Regions from separate parts of the Anas platyrhynchos genome. Here region 1 is linked to region 2. A link is a contact called in public Hi-C data. All regions are on one chromosome and are shown on one strand. Each heading gives the region's core, a stretch centred on a gene start, on an enhancer-like site or on the middle of the called end of the contact. The rest is flanking DNA. Distances are from core to core; before and after follow the strand shown.

Region 1 (5,255 bases), core at 861-3,360, 84 kb before region 2:
AACAATTGCTGTACCTAGCTGACACTTCAAAGATCAACTTGTAGTCAGTGCTACTGACTAAAGAGGTAACGGTGTGAAACATTCTTTAAGGCAGTATCTCTGTTCTCTTCTCAAAGAATGAGTGTTTCGCAAATACAGATAATCCTAAGCTGTTAGGGAAGCCCTGTAGGAAGCTTTCCCAAATTATCTCGAAGGCCCCGCAAAGCAAACGAACAGAAAGACTTTTAATTACTTCCTACCTCTTGGAGAAATTAAAGATGCTTGTGCTCTAGTGCTCCAAAGCCTTCTCCTCTTCCACTTGCAATTTGTTTGCCTGAGTTAGGACTGGGTGCTGAAAACACTACAGAGAACACTCAGTCCCCTTCTAAAACAATGTACATCCTCCCAGGGCGTTCTGGAAGAAGCAGGAGCTGTACTTACTCAATTCTGCAACTTTTTTTTTTTATCATTGTTGGAGCCTTGCAAGCAGCTGCTGGTCGAGTCCTGCTAACTCTTGCATTGCTAACACTTCTTACAGAGCTCACCCCCTGCCACTGGACCCTGCAGAAGATGGCACGTCCTCTGAAGAAGAGCAGGCGTGATCTGACCCCAACTTCAATAACACATCGTGCCCTCTGCATGTTTATGTATTAAAAAAAAAAATGTTATTTACATTTGTTATTGAACTTCAGAGTTGTTGTGGCTTATGTCCAGCTGTTGAACAGAACCAAAAGTATAAGTTTTACAGAGCACAAGAAAATTGTGGTAAAATTATTGTGAAATTAATATATGTTTTTGAAGCTTAGCATTCAGAATGAGTCACTGCTTTAATTTTTACCTTGCTTCCTTGACTTCCTCAGTGACTCCTGCACTTATCTTTTAATTGCTTTTTGCTTGTCTGAGACTTGCATGATCATGCTGCTTCTGTTTTTAAAACGCAAACCTCTGATTTTCTAATACACAGAAGCATTCTGAAAGTCCATCTGTCATGTCTTTATTGAATTAGAAATTGTTAATGACAACCTCTTTTTCAGAATAGGGGAAAGCTGGATTCGGAATGGGACACAAAAAAGGTGAGGTGTAAGGGGACTTGTCACTTGCTAACATCTTTTACCGCATCCCGGTACACAAACACAGTGTGTGCACGTCCCAGGGAGCAGCAGGCTGAAAAGACGGGCTTGGGGATGGGGCAAGAGCTTCAGATCACTTCACTGGAGGGAGACACCAAGTACTCATCTGTTTTAAAGAAAAATAAATTACTGCAAAAGGTTCTGAGCTCAAAAGAGGATGTGACTCTTAATTAGAGTGGGATACTGCAGCGTGCTGGTGTGAGGAGTCCCGTCCTCTCTCTGCTGAGAGGAAAGAGGATCCTTCCCTTCCCACCCCTCACAAGCTGTTCGGCCTGCTGGACATTAAAGGTGAGGTTGAATTAAAAACCAACTGTAATGTTTGTCCCAGGGGAAGAGTAGCGCAGCCTCTGGGTTGCTCTGACGTACAGGTCATTGAAGAGCTGAAATTGTGTGGTGTTGAAAACAAATTCAAGACGAGGATAAACTGGCTGCGTGCCTGTGCTTTGTGTCACTGCACCACACGACAGATTCCCCCGTGCTGTGGGACTTCCAGCACTTTGGGGCAAACACTATTTTCTAGAGAACTTCTCAGGAAGAACCATCAGCTGCAAATTGAGTGTTATTACTGCTACTATTACTGTGAGGTAGTATTCACTTTTGAGTTTCGGGTTCCTGAGGCCACTTCTCAATTCTTTTAAGTTTAAAGGATTACTTGATAGCAATACTGTGTTATTTAAATCTAGATGAACGCTGCTACTTTTTTAATGGGGAAGGAGGAAAACACAAAACCAGCTAAAATCCAGTGGTCTGAGTGCCCTGCGTAAGGAGGTTCAAAGATTTAGCTAATAAAATAGGAGCAAGCAGGGAAATGCCAGCAAATGTAAAACCAATCACTGCGTCCCAGCACCGGCTGATTTATTAATCTCATTAACACACGTACGAACATCCACAAAGAAAACAAGAAAGAAATACCCCGCGCTGACAATAGATGTCAGCAGCACCTCCAGCTATCAGGTACGGGGCCGTGCCAGCGGTTGGGGCAGCGCGCATTTTGCCCTTTTCTGTACCAAAAAGGTGCCCGTGCTGGGAAGGGACCTGAAGGCACGTAGGAAAGCAGATCCGTGCGGGACGTGTGAGCAGCAGGGTGCGGAGCTGCTGGTTGCTTCCTGAGGCTCGGCATTTCACAGCAGGTAACGCTGCCACCAAAATCCCCCATTTTGCTGCCTAAAATCGCTGCGGCTTTCCCAAACCCGGCACGGGAAGGAGCCGTTCTCATCCCCGACATGGGGAGTGCTCTCCAGAGAGCCCGGGCTGCTTCCCGGAGCCCTGATCTTGAGAAACAACCACAGCTGGGAGAGCGCGGATGGGCTGCAAGGAGCAGGGAGGGGACGGGGGGAGCCCGCTGGGGGCCGGCAGCTTCCGCATAGCAACCGCGCGGCGTCGCCATGCGGGGCCCGGCCCGGAAGCGCTGCGGCCCGGCCCGGCCCCGCCGCTTCCCTGCCATGGGGCGGAGCCCACCGGGGCCGGGCCCCGCCGGTTGTTTCCGGGTCAGCGCCCGCCCCGCTCAGCGCGGCGGAGGCAGGAGCAGGAGGAGGAGGAGGAGGAGGAGCAGCGGGGGCCCGGCCCGGCCCTGCCCCGCGTTCACTGCCGCCAGGTAGGGCCCGGGGGGCTCCGCTGGGCTCCGGGGGGCTGCGGGGGGAGGGATGCGGGCGGGTAGGGGGGATCCGGGGGATCCGGGGGGGGGTTCGGGGGTGTCCTCGCTCCGCCGCCGCCTCCTTTGTGCGCACTCGGGGGCGCGGTGCCCGCAGCCGGCAGGGCCCGGCCTCGCCCGTTGCCCCCCCCCCCCACACCCGGGGTTCGCTGCCGGTTCCCGGGTGGAGCCGAGCCCGGGGGGCGGAGGAGGGGAGGCTTTGTTCGCCCCCCCTCCTTCGAGCCCTGGTGGCACAAAGAGCCCCGGGAGCCGGCCCGTGCTGCCCGGCTGCTGGAGGAGCCGGGGTGGAGCTGGGCGGCTGTGCCCCGGGCTCCTCTCCTTGTGCTCGGGGATCCCCCCGGGCAGGCCCCGGGAGCTGCTGCCGCTGCGGGATTTTGGTGACCACCAGCAAGGTGCGGCTGTCAGGACCTCAAATGTAAACACCGGGGTGTCCACCAAAGGTAATTGTGTCTCAGGGAGGTTTAAAGAAGAAAGGCGTGCTCGGGAAGCTTGGAGGACACCAGTGAGAAAGCCACAAAAACCTCCTCTTGGTACTGGAGGTCCTGCTGGCATGGTGGGACCCCAGGACAGGTGGTGCAGAAACCTTTTGGCAAAAATCTGCTGCCTCCAATGAAACGCTCGACCCTCAGATGATAAAACCAGTGCCGTGCACTCGCATCTTGCATACGTAGCTGTGCCCTGTTTAGATACAAGTGTTTCTTCGAACGCTGCTTGCCCTCAATTTGCTTTTTCTGGACTCAGCAGAGCGCCCAGCTGGTGCCTTCTCCTTGTTGCTCTTTTTTTGGAAGAGCTGTTGGGTTGTGAAGATGAGGCACGGCCCTGTGAGAGCTTGCTCTGGGAGTCCCCCTAGCAGAATATTTTCAGTTGCTTACCTAAAGCCCACCCTGGTTTAGGCCAGGCTGGATTTCTTCCTGTGTTGTTCCTTGTGGGAAAGCTCTTCTGCTCTCCTCTGGCCATGATGGTGGAGAACTCGCTTCAGATTCTCACAGCAAACTTATTTCCAGCTGGTACGTGCCCATCTGTCTTTGTACCAATGTCGCCTTTTTGAAAACACCTCTTTGTTCCTCCAGCACTTTCCAAGAGAGCGCTCTGCTCTTGGGTTCTTATTTCCAAGGCACCAGCACCAGCCTCCCAGTTGCTTTTTCCCAGATTATCGGCAGATCTCTGCTGCACATGTGTTTTCCTTAAACTAATCCCTGACCATGACTGGCCAGAGCAGGGTGTGTGGTGCGGGGCAGGTCTCACGGGGATGCCGCGCGGTGTCACGGATAATTCCTTTGTGCCCGTATCTCTCACCGCTCATTCAGCTCGGTGGCTCTCAGGTCACAGCAGCAAGCGTATATCCTGTGTCTCTTTCCCTTGGATTAAAGAGCATCCAGTCACCAGTCCAGCTTTTTGCAAAGCCTGAAGCACCTGGCCTTACCTTGTTCCATCCCGTCCCATCTGTATTTCTCTTCTGTAGGAGGTTTTATGCAGTTCCAGTTCTCATTATTGTCAACATTGTCTCATTATTCGCCTTTTTGTGCCAAAGTCACTGTTGCAAAGTATTCAGGTAAGCCTGATCCAGCAGCCAGGGTCAGAGAACAGCACTGCGAGGGGAATTGTTAGCTGGCTGAGGGCAGCCTCATCCACGGCCAGTTGCTGCCTACCTTAGACTAACTTACCCTTTTTTTTTTGTGGTGGATATCTTTTAAACTAATTTCCAGCTCTTTTGAAACAACTGGTTGCTACACGTCCTCAGCTTAACAGATGGAGTCCTGTATAGTGCCCGAAAACGGCTTCCAGGGCAGACCAGTGATCCACCTGGCCCAGTGTCCAGCCAACTGGGAACCAGCAGCAGGTGCCCAGGAATGGGAGCGCACAAGTATGGCAGATCTAATCTGGGGAAATAATGCTCTAATTTTTCCTCATTCCAGCAGTTTGTGAACTTTGAGGTCATAACATTTGAACTCAGTGCCCTTCCACATTTCTCTTCCACAGATCTGCCCGCTCTCTTTGAGTCATCATGGTTTTCGCAGGGAGGCACAGAGCTGGATGCTGAGCCTTTAGCCCACTTGTTGTGTAGCCCACCCACAAGGAAGGGACAGGAAAACAAGAACAAGGTTGTCAATAAGTTTGATAAATAAAAAATTAATAATAAAAAAAAATGACAAGAAGCAAATTCAGAACAAATTCTTTCCTCGCTTTCCCCACAACATCTGGGATTTTAGGAAACTGCTTTTCGTCCTGGCGGTCTCTTGTCCTGTCTGAGCTGTGCTGCTCTGCTCAGACTCTCCTTTCCACATCTCTCCTCGTGGCTCCCAGCTGCTCCGCAGCCTTCCTGCCGAGGGGATGGATGGCACTGGGCGCGAGGCTGGTCATCCCGTCAGCAGGTGCCTCTTTTGAAAATGCTGTGTGCCGTGGATTTGTATTTCATTCCCTGTTATTGCCTTCATAATTACAGGCGCTCTGCCTGTCCCTCAGTGAGCAAAAGCCGCGGTGCTGCTGTTTTTTGT
Region 2 (5,634 bases), core at 2,258-4,757:
TGTCGGTGTGATGGGAGCAAAAAAGGCAGGTACATAAATATCTCGAAGTGCTGCTGGAGTACATTGTTTCAGCGGACATCTCAGCCATCCAGATTGTTGTCCTGGCCAGAGCAACTCGCTGTCAATTAAATAAAAAAAAAAAAAAAGGCTTTTTTTCACAGCTGTGTAATTGCTGTCGTCTGTTTCAACAACTGGACTTCTCCGGTAGCAGAGGCAAATCAAATGAGGTAGTCAGGCCACGCTTGAAAGCTTGTTATGTATGGAGAGGCTGGGAAACCCTTTGTCCCCATTTTAAGGGTTGCATCTTAATTTGAATTGCCTCCCTATATACCTTTTTGTCTTCTAACCTGCTGGTGTGTCATGTAGGTGATTCAAAGCGTGAAGAAGGGCTGAAGTGCAGAGCATCTGCTCTGTTCTGCATCATCCTGTAATTGATTAGAAATAATGGCTCTTAGCCGTGGAACCCATTTTCTCAGTACATTGAAATAAATCACTGCTTAAATTGAGAGAGGAGGGGAACTGTAACACGTGCTGTTACCTTCTTTGAAGAGCCTTTTAATAGTCCTGGTTTTTTTCTTAAGACTGAGGCACCTGCAGTCAGTTTTTTCCTGTTGCCTGCCCTCCCTGTGCAGAACTTTGTTTTTATTAGGAGAGCTGCCCCCTTCTGCCTGTTACTCCTTTGCAAATGGTGAAAATGCAGCAAGTTTTCCTTAAAAACAAGGTGTCTGATAAACCTCTGGGAGCAGGACGGAGTAATCTCACATGCCCTGCAGGGACGAGGCTCTGATTTCACTGCCTGCAGAATTAAAGAGCTTCATTTGTTTTGTCTTGGCAAACATTCGGAGGTACCTGAAATGGCACCTGGGCTGTCAGATCCGGGCACGTGGAGCCTTCAGCCAGGCAGGCATCCAAGGTCAGGAAAGAAAAAGAGAGAGATGGGTTTGAGAGCTGAGGATGTGTCCAGATTCAGCAAGAAACAGCTCGCAGTCAGAGCAGGCCCCCGAGTCTGCTGCTATCACGCCGTGAGGCTGCTGCAGTGGCATAGCAGTGACCTCTGTGCACTGGTGCTCGTTGATACAAAATCTGGAGTTTGTGAGAGCTTTGCCATGTTTTCTGTAGCATCATGAGCCTGAATGCAGATGGTTAGATCTAAACGGCCTTTCCAAAGTGTCTTGCTGGAAAATACGTACCCTGTGATGTGGGGGGCAGCCGTGGACCAAGGTAGCCTTAAAAGGGGATTTAGATCTTTTCAATTAAAACCTAAAGAGGAAATAAACACGGAATAAATGGAAGTAAGTTGTTAATTATCTTGACTTGGAATCATCTGATAAGTCGGGAACACAGAAGATAACTGCTTGCAGACCTACTCTAAAATCACCTGCAACATATTTCTTTTCAGAAGTGCTATTAATGGTGAGCATCTGAATAAGGAGAGTGCTGAGAGGGGGAATGGCCCCTTCAGCCCTTGGAGCTGGGGGTACCTGCCTGTTTACTTCGTCTTCAGGGGCAGAACAAAGTTAGTCAAAAGCTGGAAAATATTCCAGCTATTTCTGGTTGACAACTGGTGAGATGAATTATTATTTTTGGTCAGCATCAAGGCTCCCACCTGCCCAGAATCCCCCTCTGTGGAGGATCTGGCGTGTGTAAGCCAACATATGGGTCGAGGGAGGAAGGTGGTAAGACACAGAGCAACAAAGGAAGGCTGTGGGCAAGGGAAGAGCTCTTGGTAACTGGTTTAGTATATTTAAAATCAATACCAAGAGGCTGCTGCTGCAGTTCTCTGTGGAATCCTTCCAAGAACGGTGTTCTGGTGGTAACATTTCAGAACGAGCCTGTCCAATTTCTTTTCAGTTCAAGTCAGGGAGCACAGTGTGGTAGCTGGAGAAAGGAGGGGATGACAAATTCTTTTTCCAGCTCTGCACCAATTAACATGACCCAGCTCAAACAGTAACTTCTGCCTTGCTGTACTCCATCTGTTGTGTTTCTTGTGGGATATCGGAGTTCTCAGATAGCACCAAGCACTTTCAGGAGACTTTGTGATGGGCTAGCAAAACCTTGCTGTGCCGTTAGCTGGGAGAACATAACAGCCGGTCTGCTTGGGAATAACTTTTGCCTCATCCTTTTGCAGATATCTCGAATGGAATACGTGCATTCGAAGAACCTCATCTACCGAGATGTCAAGCCAGAAAACTTCCTTATTGGCCGGCAAGGCAATAAGAAAGACCACGTCATTCACATCATAGACTTTGGACTGGCGAAGGAGTACATAGATCCAGAAACCAAAAAACACATACCTTACAGGGAACACAAGAGCTTAACTGGAACAGCAAGATACATGTCCATCAACACTCATCTTGGCAAAGGTCTGTGCGGTCAGCGTGAGTTTGCCATGCCGAGTACTGTAGAGCTCTGATTGTTGCTTGGTTTACGGCTCTGTCCTGCCCTTTCAGGTCTTTGCAAACCATGCAGCATGGTGATGCTGTTTACAGCTGTGAGGTTTTACAGTTTGGGGTTTTTTTGAGGCATTGAGACAGCTAAAATGTTGGAACTTGGAAGCCTTGTAATTATAGTTGTTATTAGGAACTAAACAGCTGGTAGCAACCCTGCTCTGATAAAAGGCAAGTAGGCAGGTTGTAATTGCTGCACTAAATGATGACCAAATAGATTTTTATAGCACAGCCCTGCACGGGTACCTTTCAGTTTCAGGTGTTACAGTTCAGTGTTCCCTGACCTAATAATCGGTTGGAGAAAATGCATAATGTTTTCCTTAATGACTTAACTAATTTTAAACCTGTCTTCTATCTCTTCTCCTCACTGTCTTGCATCACTCTTTCATACTAGAAAATTACATTTCTGTGGCTGAAAGGAAAAAAAAATGAAAATTAAATGTTTATATTCACTTAAATTCATGAGGGTAGTAAGATAGTGGAATATTCCTTGAGCAGCCTCCCAGCTAGGAGATCAGGGCGTTGCTGGCTTTTGGATCTCTCGGAGAGCTCTCTCTTTGGGCAGTAAGAAGGGATGGGCCCAATTTCTATTTTCGGAAAACCCAGCGGAGATTCAGGAAGGGATGGAGGAAGTGAGAGGCTGCAGTGGGAACAGGCCGCTCGCCAGGCTCGGAGGCTGCGGGTGGGATTTTCTGCAGGGCACGGCACTGCCACCACCTACCGGCGAGTGACCTTGCCGTCAGCACGCCGATGTGTTTTCTCATCCCCTGCTTTCATCGGGTGGGAGGATTGGGAAGGAGTGCTGGAGTTGTCCCCTTCGTGTTTCAGGACTGAGCAAAGTGCAGCAGATTGATTACAGTTTTTCAGAAAGACGAGTGCTTTCAGCCATCTCCCTGAGAAGTTTGTCTGCATCACTGCACTAAATTACCGAGCTCTCCCTTTTTTTCCCCCTCCTTTTTACAGCTGTATCAGGGTGACATGCAGGAGCCATTATCCTGATTCCCTTCTGCTGACCCTTCTCACCTCCGGACCGTTTTGCGAGTTCCATTTGCTGCTGTGTGAAGGGGAGTCGTGCTGTGCAAGGCGCTGCCTTTTTCTCCCCTTGCAGATTATGCAGCATCGGGGACAGCTCACGCGCAGCTTGTTTTGGTGTGTGGGCTGCATGACTCGATTTGCTCCGTACTGCGGGTTCTGAACGCGTTATCTGCCTGCAGGTGGAGGCTGGCAGGGGAGGAGGTTGCACCAAAGCACTCTGCGAGCTCTGTGAACCTCAGTCTGGTGCTCCCTGGGAGAAGGGCCCGAACTGCAGCGCCCTGACCTTCCCTGTAAACGCTTTCCTGCAGCGTGCTGGGAAGCCAGAGACAGCAGATGACAGATTTTGGGGTCCCCGTGCTGTTGAGGAGCTCCAGGACTGTTTGCTCACCCAGCAAGCCGAAGGGTCACGCTGCCACCAGGGCAGCCTGCTTGGGGCGTTTAAGGATGTTTTTCCTTTGGCGTGAGGCCCCTCTTTTTTCCCCTCATCTATAATCATAACATCTGCATGGCAACAGCAGCAAGTGTCTCACAAGCAAAGCAGTACCAAAAGGAGCTATTTTTAATCCGCTCTGATGCGATGAGCTACAGAAGCATTCGGGAGAGGGCTGGCACTATGCAGCACGGTAGTTCCCTGCAGCTGGCTGCAAGTGTCCCCTGCCTGTTCTGCGTAGTTCAGAGGAAATAACACAACCCAGCACAACATCGCGGCTGTACCGTGGGCACTGGCAGTCCTCAGAACAACTGGGGAACTGCTTTATTCCTCTGCGATTAATACCTCCACCTCCCATCCTTTGTGCCTCACCTTGGGCAGTCTGGCTCGCAGTTGAGTTGCCTCCCCTTGTTTAGCTGATACGTTCGTGTGTTTTGTGTCTGTTGTAACAAGGTTTCAGGTACTTTTACTCCGAGCTGCAGACAGCAAGCGAATTTCCCTGGGATATTGCTGAAATACGTCTGGCTACTGGTCAGATCCCTTTCTGCAGCTGCAGCAATAATTTGTCATCTCTTCTGTTTTTAGAGCAAAGTCGTCGAGACGACTTGGAAGCCCTCGGCCATATGTTTATGTATTTCCTCCGAGGCAGTCTGCCCTGGCAAGGACTGAAGGTAGGTTTGAGTTTTAGGTTTTGCCCTTCAAAACTTTACTTGGTTTCTGCCCAAATGTGAGTCTGGCAGGAGAAAGTTTGCAGAATGCAAGCAGAAGAACTGTTCTCTCTGTCTGTCTGCCGACAAGGCATTAGCTTTACCTAAAGAAAGTACCGGGACAGAAGCGTTTTTCCTATCACATCGGGTTTCTGTAGCTTCACTGGGTCAGTACAGCTCTGGAGAGAAGATGCAGCAGAGGCAAATGAGCGACTGGGCCAGGGACAGTAATGAGAGGGCTGCCGAGCTGTCGGAGCAGCTTAGCTGTAATGTGAACCTGCCCCGGGAACACAATGGTTGTTTATGAAGTTCCCCTTACGGCACACAATGCCCCAGCTGCATCTGCGATCGTGTTTATAATGGGAGCCATTTGATGGTTTTAGACGTGCAGATGGAGTTCAGCCTGAAAAGACGTTTTTTCTGGTGAAAGTATGGAGCTTGGCTTCCCTCCAGAGACACTGGACACTCGGTGCTTAGTTCTGGATTATAAGTTTATGAAATATCACGTACATGTGGAAGGTTGCAAGCAATTGAGTTACGGCAACTGCAGCTGAATGAAGCAGTCGTAAGTCATCTGCTGGCTGTGGGGTGTTGGTAGTTGCATCATTCTGTCACCTTCCTGGTGATGAAGCTGCTGCATTCACCTTTGGAATTGGAGTGAGGGAAGGGACTGAATGTGATCAGGTTAGGAGAGGGTTTATTAGTGAAGACAGTGACTCCTGTTAGGCCTGTTAATAGGGTTTGAAAAAGCAGATAAGCCTTTGGGCTCGCAGGCTTCTCTGCAGAGTGCTGCTATGGTCAGTGGCATGATTGAAGCTGCTAAGCTGCTCTGTCACCAGCTATCCAGAGTTAGCCTCAGCTTCGCTTTGTCAGACATGTGCACAAATGTCAGAGACAATTCAGAAAAGCACAAGAGGGTTCTTCAAGCATGAAAATGCTTCTGAAAGGAATCAGAATCTCTCTGATATTAGGTGCGCCTCCTGTGGTAACTCTGAGTTTGTTACTCTAATAATGT

The links. A called contact is a pair of places that touch in the nucleus more often than the background predicts.
Region 1: a contact with region 2 is called in a Hi-C map of liver, with 4 times the contacts expected there. The contact joins the promoter of CSNK1G1 here to the enhancer-like site in region 2. A contact is called at or near these places in 4 of 8 Hi-C or Micro-C datasets (liver, skeletal muscle, small yellow follicle and 1 more).

What each region holds. Positions count from the first base shown.
Region 1 is chr11:14,032,819-14,038,073 of IASCAAS_PekinDuck_T2T, reverse strand. It overlaps CSNK1G1 (casein kinase 1 gamma 1), which reads left to right and starts at 2,110. Exons shown (of 15, transcript XM_027466537.3): 1 at 2,110-2,239.
Region 2 is chr11:13,949,719-13,955,352 of IASCAAS_PekinDuck_T2T, reverse strand. CSNK1G1 (casein kinase 1 gamma 1) reads left to right here. Exons shown (of 15, transcript XM_027466537.3): 7 at 2,129-2,363; 8 at 4,498-4,583. Among named protein-coding and RNA genes, the nearest start is that of PPIB, 22 kb to the right of the region's middle. Within about 2 kb of position 3,507, at least 1 of the 8 cell types and tissues checked has an H3K27ac peak or open chromatin away from gene starts, as enhancers often do.